Regions from separate parts of the Zea mays genome. Here all the other regions are linked to region 1. Evidence: chromatin contacts called from public Hi-C data. All regions are on one chromosome and are shown on one strand. Each heading gives the region's core, a stretch centred on a gene start, on an enhancer-like site or on the middle of the called end of the contact. The rest is flanking DNA. Distances are from core to core; before and after follow the strand shown.

Evidence for each region. A called contact is a pair of places that touch in the nucleus more often than the background predicts.
Region 2: a Hi-C map of ear shows a contact between it and region 1, with 2.3 times the contacts expected there. The contact joins the promoter of LOC100501945 here to the promoter of LOC100502278 in region 1. A contact is called at or near these places in 2 of 25 Hi-C or Micro-C datasets (ear and tassel).
Region 3: a contact with region 1 is called in a Hi-C map of ear, with 3 times the contacts expected there. The contact joins the promoter of LOC103631171 here to the promoter of LOC100502278 in region 1. A contact is called at or near these places in 2 of 25 Hi-C or Micro-C datasets (ear and tassel).

Annotation. Positions count from the first base shown.
Region 1 is chr6:90,696,699-90,700,836 of Zm-B73-REFERENCE-NAM-5.0, forward strand. LOC100502278 (Ribonucleoside-diphosphate reductase) reads right to left here and starts at 2,143. Exons shown (of 17, transcript NM_001363257.1): 1 at 1,813-2,143; 2 at 1,645-1,706; 3 at 1,449-1,536; 4 at 986-1,249; 5 at 668-908; 6 at 518-594; 7 at 1-78. The coding sequence starts at 2,040.
Region 2 is chr6:90,254,729-90,258,861 of Zm-B73-REFERENCE-NAM-5.0, forward strand. LOC100501945 (AP-1 complex subunit gamma-2) reads left to right here and starts at 1,260. Exons shown (of 19, transcript XM_008650630.3): 1 at 1,260-1,578; 2 at 1,673-1,975; 3 at 2,072-2,213; 4 at 2,608-2,781; 5 at 4,131-4,133. The coding sequence starts at 1,535.
Region 3 is chr6:91,168,077-91,172,790 of Zm-B73-REFERENCE-NAM-5.0, forward strand. It overlaps LOC103631171 (zinc finger protein ZAT5), which reads right to left and starts at 3,245. Exons shown (of 1, transcript XM_020539801.2): 1 at 2,244-3,245. The coding sequence starts at 3,209. The coding sequence ends at 2,469.

The DNA.
Region 1 (4,138 bases), core at 893-3,392:
TCCATTACTCTGGACTCTTTGCATGAATAGATCAGGAACCCATAGCGCATAGAAAAGATCCCTTGCACGATTTTCCTCCTGTTAAAATATTGTTCAGAATAGCAGGTCTTTGAGAATTTTCGATGCTAACCACTCATAAGTTGAGCAGACGATGCTGTGTTAGACACAGATGGCAGGCAAATGATGATATACTTATTCTATGATAGCAGCATGCAGGCTAAGCTATCAAGAAGTTTAGATATCATGCAGAAAAAACTAGAGTAACTATCTTTAAGACATTAGCTTGAATAAAAAAACTATGACGAGTAACTGTCTCTATAAGACATTAGCTTGAATAAAAAGCTAAGACTTGAACATACATATATAAGGAAGACACTCTGCACAAGGATCAATTTTATGCAGGAATCAGGATAGCAGTAAGCATATATAAAGCCAAATTATTGTTGGAGTTCAAAAGACAAAGATACTCTGTTTTTCATACATGGAAATAATTAAATACTAATGGTCGAGATTTTACCTTCCCATGGTTCTTTCTTAGATCAAGGAACTCGAAAATATCAGCATGCCAAGGCTCCAAGTATACAGCAAATGCACCTAAGTTTTAGAAGCTCATAAGAATTTCTGAAGACGATGTTACTAAAAGTGGAAATAATGAAAAAAAGCATACCCTTTCTTTTCCCACCACCCTGATCAACATAACGAGCAGTATCATTAAAGACTCGTAACATAGGCACAATTCCATTTGATGTTCCATTTGTTCCTCGTATGTAACTCCCAGTAGCACGAATATTATGAACTGAGACACCAATTCCTCCAGCTGATTTGCTTATTACAGCACACTCCTTCAGGGTTTCATAGATTCCCTCAATGCTGTCATCTTTCATGCATATAAGAAAACAGCTGCTTAACTGCATCACAGAAAAGAAACAGTAAGTAAACAATTTCAACCCACAATGACATCGTCTGGCAGGAAGCAAGACAGTACTTGGGGCCTCGGTGTGCCAGCGTTGAAAAGTGTTGGTGATGCATGTGTAAACCAGCGCTGGGACATCAGATGGTACGTCCTAATGGCAGACTCAATGTCTTCCTTGTGTATTCCCACTGAAACCCTCATCAGCATGTGCTGAGGCCTTTCAACGACCTTCCCACCAAGCTTCAAGAGGTAAGACCTCTCCAGAGTTTTGAAGCCAAAGTAGTCATAGTCGAAATCCCTATCATAAATTATTTCACTGTCCAAGCGAGCAGCATTCTGAAATGTAACAGCATTTGGAGCGATATGAGGGCCAATTTACATCAAGGTGAGTGAAGGGCACAACAGATTTACTGTATGAGATAAACAACCTTAATAAAAAAAGGAATGCAACAGTAAATTCAACTGCCAGAAACACATCGGCATTATCTACACAGATGCTCTGTCAGAAATGTGCCAGGAGCAACTAGAATCTCACATTCATGATGATTTCATAAACATCTTCAGCGACCAGAGGGGCCATCAGCCCAGACCTCTCGTTAAAGTGCCTGTACATGTCCTTAATCCTGCATCCACAACGGCCACATTCCAACTCACAACCCAATCCAACTAATCCAGCCTTCACCCTGACAATATGAATGAATGAAATTAAACCAAATTGAGCTGCCACTTACGTCTCCGAGAAGGACTTCTTTGTGTTCTTGTGCAGGTTAGACACAGCAATCCTCGCCGCCAACTTCACGAATCACGATAGAGAAGAGAGGAAACCAACCCCACGTCAGGACAACAAAGACAGACATGAGAGTTGAAACCAAGGGGGGATTTCACGGTGGGTTCCTCACCGAGGCGTAGTCGGGGTGGGACGCAGTCATGGCCGCCGCGGTCTCGGCGGCGAGCTCGTCGAGCTGGCTGGTGGTGACGCCCTTGTAGACCCCCGCGCAGACCTTCTGCGCGACGAGCACCGGGTCGCAGTGGTCCTGGCTAAGGCCGTAGCTGAGCTTCTTGAGGCGCGCCGTGATCTTGTCGAAGTGCACTGTCTCCTGGCGGCCGTCCCGCTTGACCACGTACATCTTCCGCGGTGGCGAAAACTCCCGTCGAACACCTGGTGCGCGCGCCTACGCCGCCGCCGGGACGAGAGAACGCGAGCAGAGGATTGTATTGAGGTGGGGCGGGGGGAGGGGCAGGGATGGGAGGGGGGCAGTAGGGTTTGGGGGCGGATTTAAACGCCTTCGCGGCGCGGAAAGAGGCAAAGAGTAAGTAATGAAGCGGAGCTGGAGGTGGAGGTTTTTTTTTATGCGCGCTGGAGAAGAAAATGTATGGGTTTGGATTGTTGTCTATTTGGAGGATTTTTCCTTTATTTTCCAACTAAAAACGGCAGCAGAAATAGACATAAAAAAATAAAAGGGTGCTGACCGTGCTTGGCAATAAGGCCCAAAGGCAAACAGCCCAGCCTCCCACGATCTGCCACGAGCCGGGAGGCTCAGAGGGCCTCGCAAGGGGAGGCGAGCTCGGACGGCGGTGTGCTGACCGCTTCTTGCGCATCTGACTCTTTTCACCTCTATTTGAGTGGCTGCTCCATCTATAGGTGTATATTCGGGCCGCCCGGCCCGGCCCGGTCCGAATCAAGTCTGAAAAGGCCCGTATTGTTTGAATTTCAAGCCGGTCCGACTCGTTTGAATTTCAGGCCGTGCAGGGCCGGCCCATGGGCCTAGCCCTCGGCCTATGGCCCGGCCCGTAATTGCTTAAACGTGTCGGGCTTATTTCGGGCGGCCCGAAATTATAAAAGCCTGAAATTCACATTAGGGTCCGAAATTCAGTTTTTGGCCCGAAATTCACATCAGGGCCCGAAATTCAAAACAAATTTAATAAAACAAATAAAAGATAAGACAAATAAATTTGACCAAAAGCAAACTTAATATTTGTATTAAGTTACTAGAGCTATGCAATAACTACCTCGTTTACAAATCATTTTGTTAGAAAGAAAAAGAGTATAATCAGCTCTAAATAAAGTTCGTAAGTTCAGTTTATTATCTAATGTTCATAACAAAAAATAAAATTACATCACATACTCTAATTCAAAGCTACAAAAAATATTTAACTAACATTATCTATAGCTTTGTGTTCTTTATCAAGTAAATGAAAGTGTGGAATGAAGTGTGATTTTAATAAATATATGGGTCTTTTCGTGCCTCTATATGGGCCATTTCGTGTCTGCCTTAAACGGGTCGTGCTCGTGCCCGCCCATGGGCCGTGACCTCGGCCCAAACCCAGCCCGATATATCGGGCCGTGCCGGACGGCACTAAAATATTTCGTGTCGTGCCTGAGCCGTGCTTTTTTTTCGTGCTTCGGGCCGGCCCATCAGGCCCGGCCCAAATGTACACCTATAGCTCCATCTAGTTCACCATGGATCCGCTCGATTCCGGGTGTCCTGGCCTTCATTCCCTTTAAATCCATCGTGTGGTGGTGTCGTTTATCCAACTAGTATCCGTGTTGCAGTGGATTAAGGCTTTGTTTGGGTACTCTAGGAATAAGAGAGAATGGAGTGGATTGAGATGTATCGTGAGAGTTTTTGACCTATTGAGGATTTAAATACCCTCTAATCCCTCCAAACCACTTCAATCCAAGAGTATCCAAACTAGGCCTAAGAGGGGATCGGGTTGTGCTGGTCTCGTCTGGGACGTCGGCTTTCTGTTCTACCCCGGTGGTGGTGGTATGGCGTTGTTGCTGTTGTGTCTTGGTGGTTGCTATGTACGTGCTTGTGCCTGTGTGGTGTTGCACGTTGACAATCTGGTTGTTGTCGACCGTGGCCTAGTACTTAGGCTTCCTGTTGTATTATTGAATGGATAAGTCACTAAGCACTTGATTTGATTTTGGAACTTGGAGAGGATTTGATGCTTTGATTATGTCTTTGAAGTGTATTCTTTTGCTCTAGTATCGAATGGAGAAGTTTCAATGCTTAGATGGCTTGAATGGTAGTGGTTGGGGGTATTTATAGCCCCAACCATTATTTCAACCGTTGATGTTGATGGGCACACCGGACAGTCCGGTGGTGCACCGGACATTGCACTGTTCAATGTCCGGTGAGTGTCACGTCAGCCGACCGTTGGGGTTTGGAGCTGTTGATCGTTGGAGTCTTCTGTCTTCTTGCGACACCGGACTGTCCGGTG
Region 2 (4,133 bases), core at 10-2,509, 440 kb before region 1:
TTTTAGTGGACGCGCGCTGAGAAAACTCGAGAGCGGCCAGTTCGCGAAGTGCTTCAGCCAGGGCACCAGATAGTGTCAGGTGCGCCACTGGCTACAGTAAATCTTGTTTGATCCATACATGTAGAATTCCTTTAAGGTCAGTTTATTTGTATGTTTATGTGAACTTTATGCACATGAGAAAAATATCCATTAGACAAACTAGTTAGTCCATATGGTTTGTGATAGACGTCAAACACTAAAATCGATTATAGGAAATGGTTAATCACATTTCCCTTTCAGTTACATTATTGTAGTCCTTTGTAGAATTTCTACGAGGTCTATACAAGCACAACATATGTGTCGCGCACGAGAGCAAAGCATATGTATGAGAGCAGACGTGGCAGAGCAAGAATTAGATAGCACCGTCTTTTTTTTTGCTTTTTGGCTTTTATAGAGCGTTTTTCACAAGTATGCCCTTATCTGTTTGAATTCAAAAAATAGACCTTTACATCGGCGTCATCACTATTGGCGCTGAGTGGTTAAGATATATATCCTAAGCATTTGTGTCATGGGTCGATGTTAATAGTGACGACCATTTGTGGGCGTTATGGATCAACGTTAATAGTGACGACGTCGACCTCTGTCACGTAGACGCCATATCGGTGCTCGGAGCTAGAGATGTTCCTAAAACATCCGACTTGTATCATAAATCTAATATTTTAGCATAGATATACATAGAATTTGAAGTTAATTTTTGGCAATGTTATTAAGAATATTACGAAGTATTTAAATAAAATTTTGTATAATTTTTTATGTACATTATTTTCTCCCTAATTTTTGTTGAAAAAACATCTGAATCCGTATTCGGATAGACATCCGAATTTTATATAAATTATTTAAAAAGATATAGAATGAATTTAATGTTTATTTTTTGTGAAGATTAATAGTCTCAATGCTAAAAACAAGAATATAAATTTACATAGCAAATTCTATATGTTAGTTGTTCACAGTCAAAGAAAGAAGACAAAAAAATGACATCTGAATAAATATCCGGATCCATCCCTACTCAGAGCGATACATCAACATCATTTATATAGACGCTAAGACGTGTAACCTCGGCACCAATAATAATGATGTCGAGATAAGGATCTATTTTCTTAATTTAAACTGAAAAATGTACTTGTAAAAAACTTTCTTAAAAAGAACTAAAAAGCTAAAAAGACGGGTAGATAGCATGTTTCCCAGCAAATTACAGGTGGAGGTGGAGATTGTTTTGCACTTGAAAAAAATATACCGTACTGAAAAAATGAGCATGCTGTGAGAATGTGATGTGAGATCAGATGCCGAATGGCCAGCTTGGACTCCGATTAAACAATTCTGAAACACAAAGTAGGGGCCTCTTCGCAAATCCCACCAGCACCACCGCCTTCGCCTCCGACCGCCTCCCAGATCCGCTCGCCCGGCCGCCGTCGTCTTCCTGGTCCGCCTCTGCGGCAGTGAGATTCCTCGCCGCCCCGCCCTGGATTCCGTCGAGAGGATCGTCGAGGACTTCGCGATGGACCTCGCCATCAACCCCTTCTCCTCCGGCACCCGCCTTCGGTGAGTCGTCCTCTCTCACATCGCGTCATTTCTCGCACAGGCCCCTCGGATCTTCGCGTGGTATAGCGTAGCCGAGTGTGACTATTCTTCGCAGGGACATGATACGTGCGATACGCGCGTGCAAGACGGCAGCGGAGGAGCGTGCCGTGGTGCGGCGGGAGTGCGCGGCGATACGGGCCGCCATCAGCGAGGGCGACCAGGACTACCGGCATCGGAACATGGCCAAGCTTATGTTCATCCACATGCTCGGTTACCCCACACACTTCGGGCAGATGGAGTGCCTCAAGCTTATTGCTGCGGCGGGCTTCCCCGAGAAGCGCATCGGCTATCTAGGACTCATGCTTCTGCTCGACGAGCGGCAGGAGGTCCTCATGCTCGTCACCAACTCTCTCAAGCAGTATCCGCCCTGTCTGCGCTTACCAGTTGTATCTGTTGATGCTGTTATGCGTTATTTCTGATTTCCAGAGTATTGGTTATTACTTAACGTGGGCAGAGATCTTAACCACTCAAACCAGTTCATTGTTGGGCTTGCGCTCTGTGCCCTTGGCAACATATGTTCTGCTGAAATGGCACGCGATCTGGCTCCTGAAGTGGAGAGACTGTTGCAAAATAGGGACCCTAATACAAAGAAGAAGGTACTCATTGAAATTTGTTTGAACGTTTGTAATAATATTCCCATTCCTGGAGTGTAGTAGCTCCGCTTCTAATTCTACAAACACAACTATTAAGATGTTTCACGGACCAGATCGACAGTTTGCCATTTCGCTATTTTAGCTGATAACACCACTAGATCCATTTTTAAGAGGTAAGTGATGAGTGATTGTGCTGGAAAATCATACACATTTAGGTATTAGCTCCAATAGATTTGCCATTGAAGAACCCTTATCATCATGTCCTCACTTGTGCCCTGAACATTTCTAAGTTGGGCTCTTTCGTTCTTGTCCAATCACCAGTGCTTATCCTTCTTGGTTAGTTTGTTAATGTGTGCTGTGGAGAGGTCTCGTTGATTGTCTAGCTTTTGTTTTTTAGGCTGCTTTATGCTCTATAAGGATTGTGCGAAAAGTTCCAGACTTGGCGGAAAATTTCATGAGTGCTGCTGCATCATTACTGAAGGAAAAACATCATGGTGTTCTGATATCTGCCGTTCAGCTTTGCATGGAACTATGTAAAGCCAGCCATGAAGCATTGGAGTACTTGAGGAAGGTATGCATGACACAAGAGTAATACTTTTTTCCTGTAGAATTATCTACACTTAGGGGTGCTTGGTTTGAGGAATAGGATATTCCATCTTCTCACTCCTCACTTGTTTGGTTTGTGCAATGGAATGGGTTGATCCATCAGGATCTCATTCCTCATATGCTAATAATTGGTATAATATAACCGTATAAGCATGAGGAATAGAGTTCTTCCACTAAATTTGGCGGATGGACTCATGATGCACTAGCTCATCCAGGATCGGGTAGTTCCTCAAACGGACAACCCCCTAGGGTCTGTAGTCTCGATGTTAGATAGCAATGGCTATTATTTTCATTACTTGTCCGTGTTAGCATGCTGAAATCTTGTGTGTTTTCCATACTTGGATGCCTGAGAACTAAGTTATTCTTGTTTTATCCGTAGTCTAAATTGATCCAATGCATCTACTTTTGGAAACTTGGCATGGTCTTTGAAATTATGTGACATGTCTATTGTATGGACTCAGCAACTGTCCTGCTTTAAATAACCTGGACATTTTATGTTTTTTTTCCTTTTACCATCTATGAAATGTATGATGCTGTTGATTAGTCATTCCAATCTTTTTGCTTGCCTCAATAGTATATTATGTATTTTGAGCTAGTTGACACTGATTTTTAGGAAACACTTTAGCATTTGATCAATGCCAATTGTTAGTTTTCTGTTATATTTCTGAAATGGCCTGTGAGCAAACAACAGCATCATTAGCACTGTGACCAAGGGATGCAGTGCAACCCAAACTCTATTTTCAACTGATAGAAGAATATAATCATCACTTAATGCTAAAAGCATATTGGTAAATTTGTTGTTTCTTCTATGTAGTTGGTAAGGTATTCACAAATAGACCTTGGTATCTGTAACAGTATGTAGCCACAGTGTTGTGACTCGTGTGAAGAGTGGGCATGCACCTGTGCCACCCAGGCAAGAGTCCTCTTTGACTCAGAATTTTGGTGCCTATTTCTTATTTACAATGCGACCTAGTTTCTCATAGGTTGGTCTAGTTTTTTAATGACTAGCACTGACAGACTCTGCATGTTCCAGATTGGAATGCATAATCTCTTACCTAGCCCTTGCTAATTTGGATCATCCATGTGCTGATACCTTAACACACAGTTCCACCATAAACATTGATAGAATAGTGTGGCTATTTTTTGTATGCATCCGTTCCCTATGTTGTGATCTGCACCAGAAGTGTAATTTTTCTTCTTCTCTGCCTGATAGTTGATTTTTTTGACATTGCTGTTGGATAATGCCATCAAGATCATTTGAACTTGCATTTTCATTTGTGTCAATAAATGTTCTGACAAAGCCTTCTTGTGCAGAAT
Region 3 (4,714 bases), core at 1,995-4,494, 470 kb after region 1:
TTAAGTGTGCTTGGCTTGGAGCAATTTGGGATGGGTGACCAACCAGGAAGTTTTTCGGGTGCGCATGAGTGAGGACAAAGTGCAAACAAAAGACTCGTGTTGGTCTGTGGGGACAATATATGATCTTAGCGAGCTGCCAGGAGTAAGTACCGTCGGTCCAGAGATTGGACGGGGTGTTACATACATGCTTTAAATGTCGTCCTTTTTCGGTGGTTAATGTCAAAGGGGGAGAAGTTTAGTGATAAAAGTAATGACAATTGTATCAAACACCAAACACCACAAAATTAAAATTTTGATTCTTCAATTGGTTTTGGCTTTTTGGTCTAAAATAGGAAGTAAGTGAATTATGGAGTTAGGGGGGGGCTTAAGTCCATAATGTCACATTGTGGGGTCAAACATGCATCCTAGCAAGTAGATTGCATATTTACATTTAAATGTTTGTAATATTTGCTTGCTTTGGTTGTGTTGTCATCAATCACCAAAAAGGGGGAGATTGTAAGGAAAATGGACCTCGGGCCATTTGGCTAAATAAGTTTTGGTGTTTGATGATCAACATAACCTGTGGACTAAGGAATTTGCTAGTGTTTGTGTTTGTAGTTCACAGGATGCTAAAGTTACTTGGACCAAGGCTTTGAGGAAAAGCAACACCTCAAAAGAAGACATTTTGAAGATCAAGTGAAGTCCAAGAAACAAAGGAAGTGTTGCCTACGGATTGTCTGGTCTAGAGCACGGGACTGTCCGGTGGCACACGGGACTGTCCGGTGCCACAGGCCGGACTGTCCGGTGCACCAGGGAACACCAGCCCAACGGCTAGTTCTAGGTGGCACTGTGGAGAGAAGAACATCGGAGTGTCCGGTGTGAAGTACGGAGTGTCCGGTGTAAAAAGCATGCGTGCCAACGGTTGCGTGCGGTGTCAGACCAACAGCTAGGCGCACCGGACAGTGAACAGTGCATTGTCCGGTGTGTCGCAGAGAGCAGCAGCATTTCTCCAACGGCTAGTTTTGTGTTGGGGTCTATAAATACCACCCCAACCGACCATTTCAAGGTGTGGGAGCCCAAGCAACCTACCAAGGCATAGTATACACATTTCCAAGTGCTCATACACCCAAGTGCTTAATAAAATCACTCGGTAATTAGTGTAGGTGCTTTGCGAAGTGCTTAGGTTAGTTAGACCACTTTAGCACTTGCTCTAGGTGAATCCTAGTTAGTTGAGTGAGTTTAGAAAAACCACACAACCCTCGGCTCTTGCGTGAGCCGTTGTAATTGTACTAAGTGGGGCGAGAGTCTTGCGAGACCATGACAACCGCCTTTTGTGTCACGGCCGCCACCGTGTATCGGAGGGAACGAGGCTCGCGGCGTTTTCGGCCGGAAGCTCGATAGTGGAGACGGCGGGGAGCGTCCGAGAGGAGCCGGAAGCGGAGCACCACTTGCGTGTGGAGAAGGCCGCGGCTCTCTACGGAGTTACTCGACCGAGGTGCTTGGCCCTCGCGTGGGCTTCCCTTTGCGTAGGGGCACCAACGAGGATTAGTCGGGATCTTGCGTGGTTCCGGATACCTCGGTAAAAATACCGGCATCATCCACGAGAGTTTGCATCTCTACCTTGCTCTTTAGCTTCCACATTCATATTAAGCAGTTAAGTTTCAATCTTGTCTTTATACTTATATTGTTATAGATTGAAACTTAGCCATTGCGGTAGAGATAGCAACGCTTAGACAAAAACTAGTTTGCATATTCTACTTTGATTAATTGCATAGGTTTTACTCTAGGGTTTTATTTGTGATCTAGTTTAGTGAAAGTTTTAGAAGTTCTAATTTACCCCCTCTTAGGTGTCATCTGTTTCCTTCAGCGACGACGGATGGGATTGGTGACGGGGTGGAACCATCGAAAGGGATAGGGTCGTTAGGGCCGACATGGTGTGAATCGATCGGGTGGAAAGGTGGATTTATTGGAGTGGAGATGGACACCGATTTGCGTATCGGCTGGACAATAAGGTATCATTAGGCTAGGGCTGTCATGAATCCCAATTATAATTTATTTCTTCGATTTTTTGAAGTGGTGTCTTTAGTAGTTTTGATGATTTACTCATTATATTTTTACTCTTAGTCGTGTTTGTCCTTTCGTTGCTGAAGAGCAAAACTAAACAAAAATCGCGACTAAAGGTAAAAATGCTTTATATGCGTTCCTAGGATGGGAAATCTGATCTTTTTTTCATTTCACTCATCATTCGTTTGTTTTCCAGGTCATGATGGTCTTCTGCAAGAAGCAATTTTGTTCAGTGCAAGTTTTTGCTCGTACGTACATTCGAACACAACACTACCGTAATCACAGATAAACAAATAATATAGATTCAAGACCATGCATGCAATGCATACATGTTGCAACATGCATGGTAATCGAAACAAGAATAAGAAGATAGTGCAAACATAGGCCTGCCGGCCGGCCCGGCCGGATGAAAACCGCAGGGAACACTAGCGGAACTGGCAGCAGCCTTGGATATGATCGATCGGTGAAGCAGCAGCTGGTGCATGGCATGGCGGCTTTGGCGGTGGTGATGTCACCTCCTGCTCCGTCGACGGCAGCAGGTTGAGGTCCAGCTCCAGGTTGATTCTACTCTCCTGCAGCAGCTTGCTACTGCTGTCTTGTTGGTCCTCGGTCCCCGTGGCGGGCGACGAGCTGGTGGTGGTGAGCGGCCGGTGGCGCCTCATGTGCCCGCCGAGCGCTTGGCCGGACGTGAACACGGAGCCGCATGACGAGCACTCGTGCGCGGGCCTCGTCGCCGCTAGGCTAAGCGTGGTGGTGATGGCCATTGCCGCCAGCACCTCCTCTGCTGGCCGTCGCGGATGCTTGTTGTGGCTGGTGCGGTGGCCGCCGAGGGCCTGGAAAGAGGGGAAGCACCTGTTGCACGTCTTGCACTCGTACGACACGCACACACCACCTCTGGCCTCGGCGGCGGCCAAGAACCTGCGGCTCCCCGTGCTCTTTGGCCTGCTACGGGGTGCCGGCATTACTCTAGCTGCCTCAATGGCGGCGGGGCCCTGGGCGAGGAGGATGAGGCATTTGGCCATGTCCTCCTCCTCGTCTTCCAGTTCCTCTTTCTGTGTGGTGCTGCTGCTGTGCGAGGAGGAGGATGAAGCGGCGGGCGGCGACCGGTGGCGCCGTCGCTTGCTGTTGGGGACGATGGCGTCGGAGCAGTCCGGGACCGACGACATGGGCGGCGGCGAGGTGGTCGTCGTCTCCTCCTCCTCCTCCTCCTCCTCCTCCTCCTTTTTGGGAAGAAGAACATCTATCTATATATGTCTACTATGTGTGCTTGCAAAATAAACGTACCAAAAATAGCTCTGTCATGCATGCATACAGATATACTCTTTTTATAGCAACAACTAACACAGATGATGATATTGTGTTGTTGTTGATAGCAATATTTTATTTAAGACTGGTTATCTTGACTATATGTATATATACCCTGCCATTTCATGGAATTGTTGTATGCATGGCCAGAAGAATATATAGAGGATATAGTAAACTAGAACAGCAGGCAGACTGAGAGAGTAGTGAACATAGGTAATTAATACACAGCAAGCAGGGGCAAGTCATGTACGTAGTTGGTAAATGGTAATTACTACGAGGGCGATGTGCACTGCATGCAATCTCAAGAAGGGCGGAGCGAGGATCACATCCTATATATGCATGCAGACTTGGACGATGCACAAGAGTCAGAGACAGAGTATACTACTTCTGAACCAGTGCTTATGTCTTTGTCACAGTCGGATTGGGGTGGATCGGACAGTGGCTGCACCTTGAAGTCTCAGGGCATTTTTCAGAACCAACTAATGCTAATTTTGATGGACAGTGGAAGTTCCCATACTTTCATCGGTGATCAATTCGGTGGCAGACGACTTCAAACAACCCAAGTGGGTGCCTATATTTGTTAGTGTCCGAGTGGCTAATGGCGACGTTCTGCACTGTCAAGAGAAATGGTTGCAAGTACCATGCCAAAGAATAACACCTGGCAGACGACTTCAAACAACCCAGTTCGGCCATATTGCTACCCTCCTCAACTTAAAGACGATGAGATTGAATGCCAAGTTGCTGACAGGCTACAGCAGGGGTGTAATCCAGAAGAGCCATAGTTCATTTGCTTCCCGGATTCTCTTAGTCAAGAAAAAGAATAACACCTGGCGCTTTTGTGTTGACTAACGTTACCTCGATGCTTTGACACTCAAGACTAAGTATCTGGTCCCCGTTTTTGACCAACACTCGTGGACAAGTTGGCAAACACACATTGGTTCAGTAAATTGGACCTCAAGTCGGGGTATCACCAAATCCTTCTGAAACCATGCGAAGAATACAAAACGGCCTTTCAGACCCACATGGGGCACTATGTATTCAAAGTAATGGCTTTTGGTCTGTAACACATTCCTTGCTGCTATAAACGACACATTACAACAAAAGGCGTACTCTAAATGTAACACCCAAATTCTATTTTGGGATTTTATAAGCGTTTCCCTAAAAGATTAAGTTAAAATGACTTTTAATAGATTTCTTTCTCTATGAAAATATATAATTAGAAATACTTTTAAAAAATACTATTTGAATTAAAGTAACTCTTGCTTATATAAACACTCCTAAAATGAATAATTAATGAATACTAAGTTTTTTAGTATACATTTAATTAGAATATATATACATTCAAAAGATTACCTTCTTAGAATGA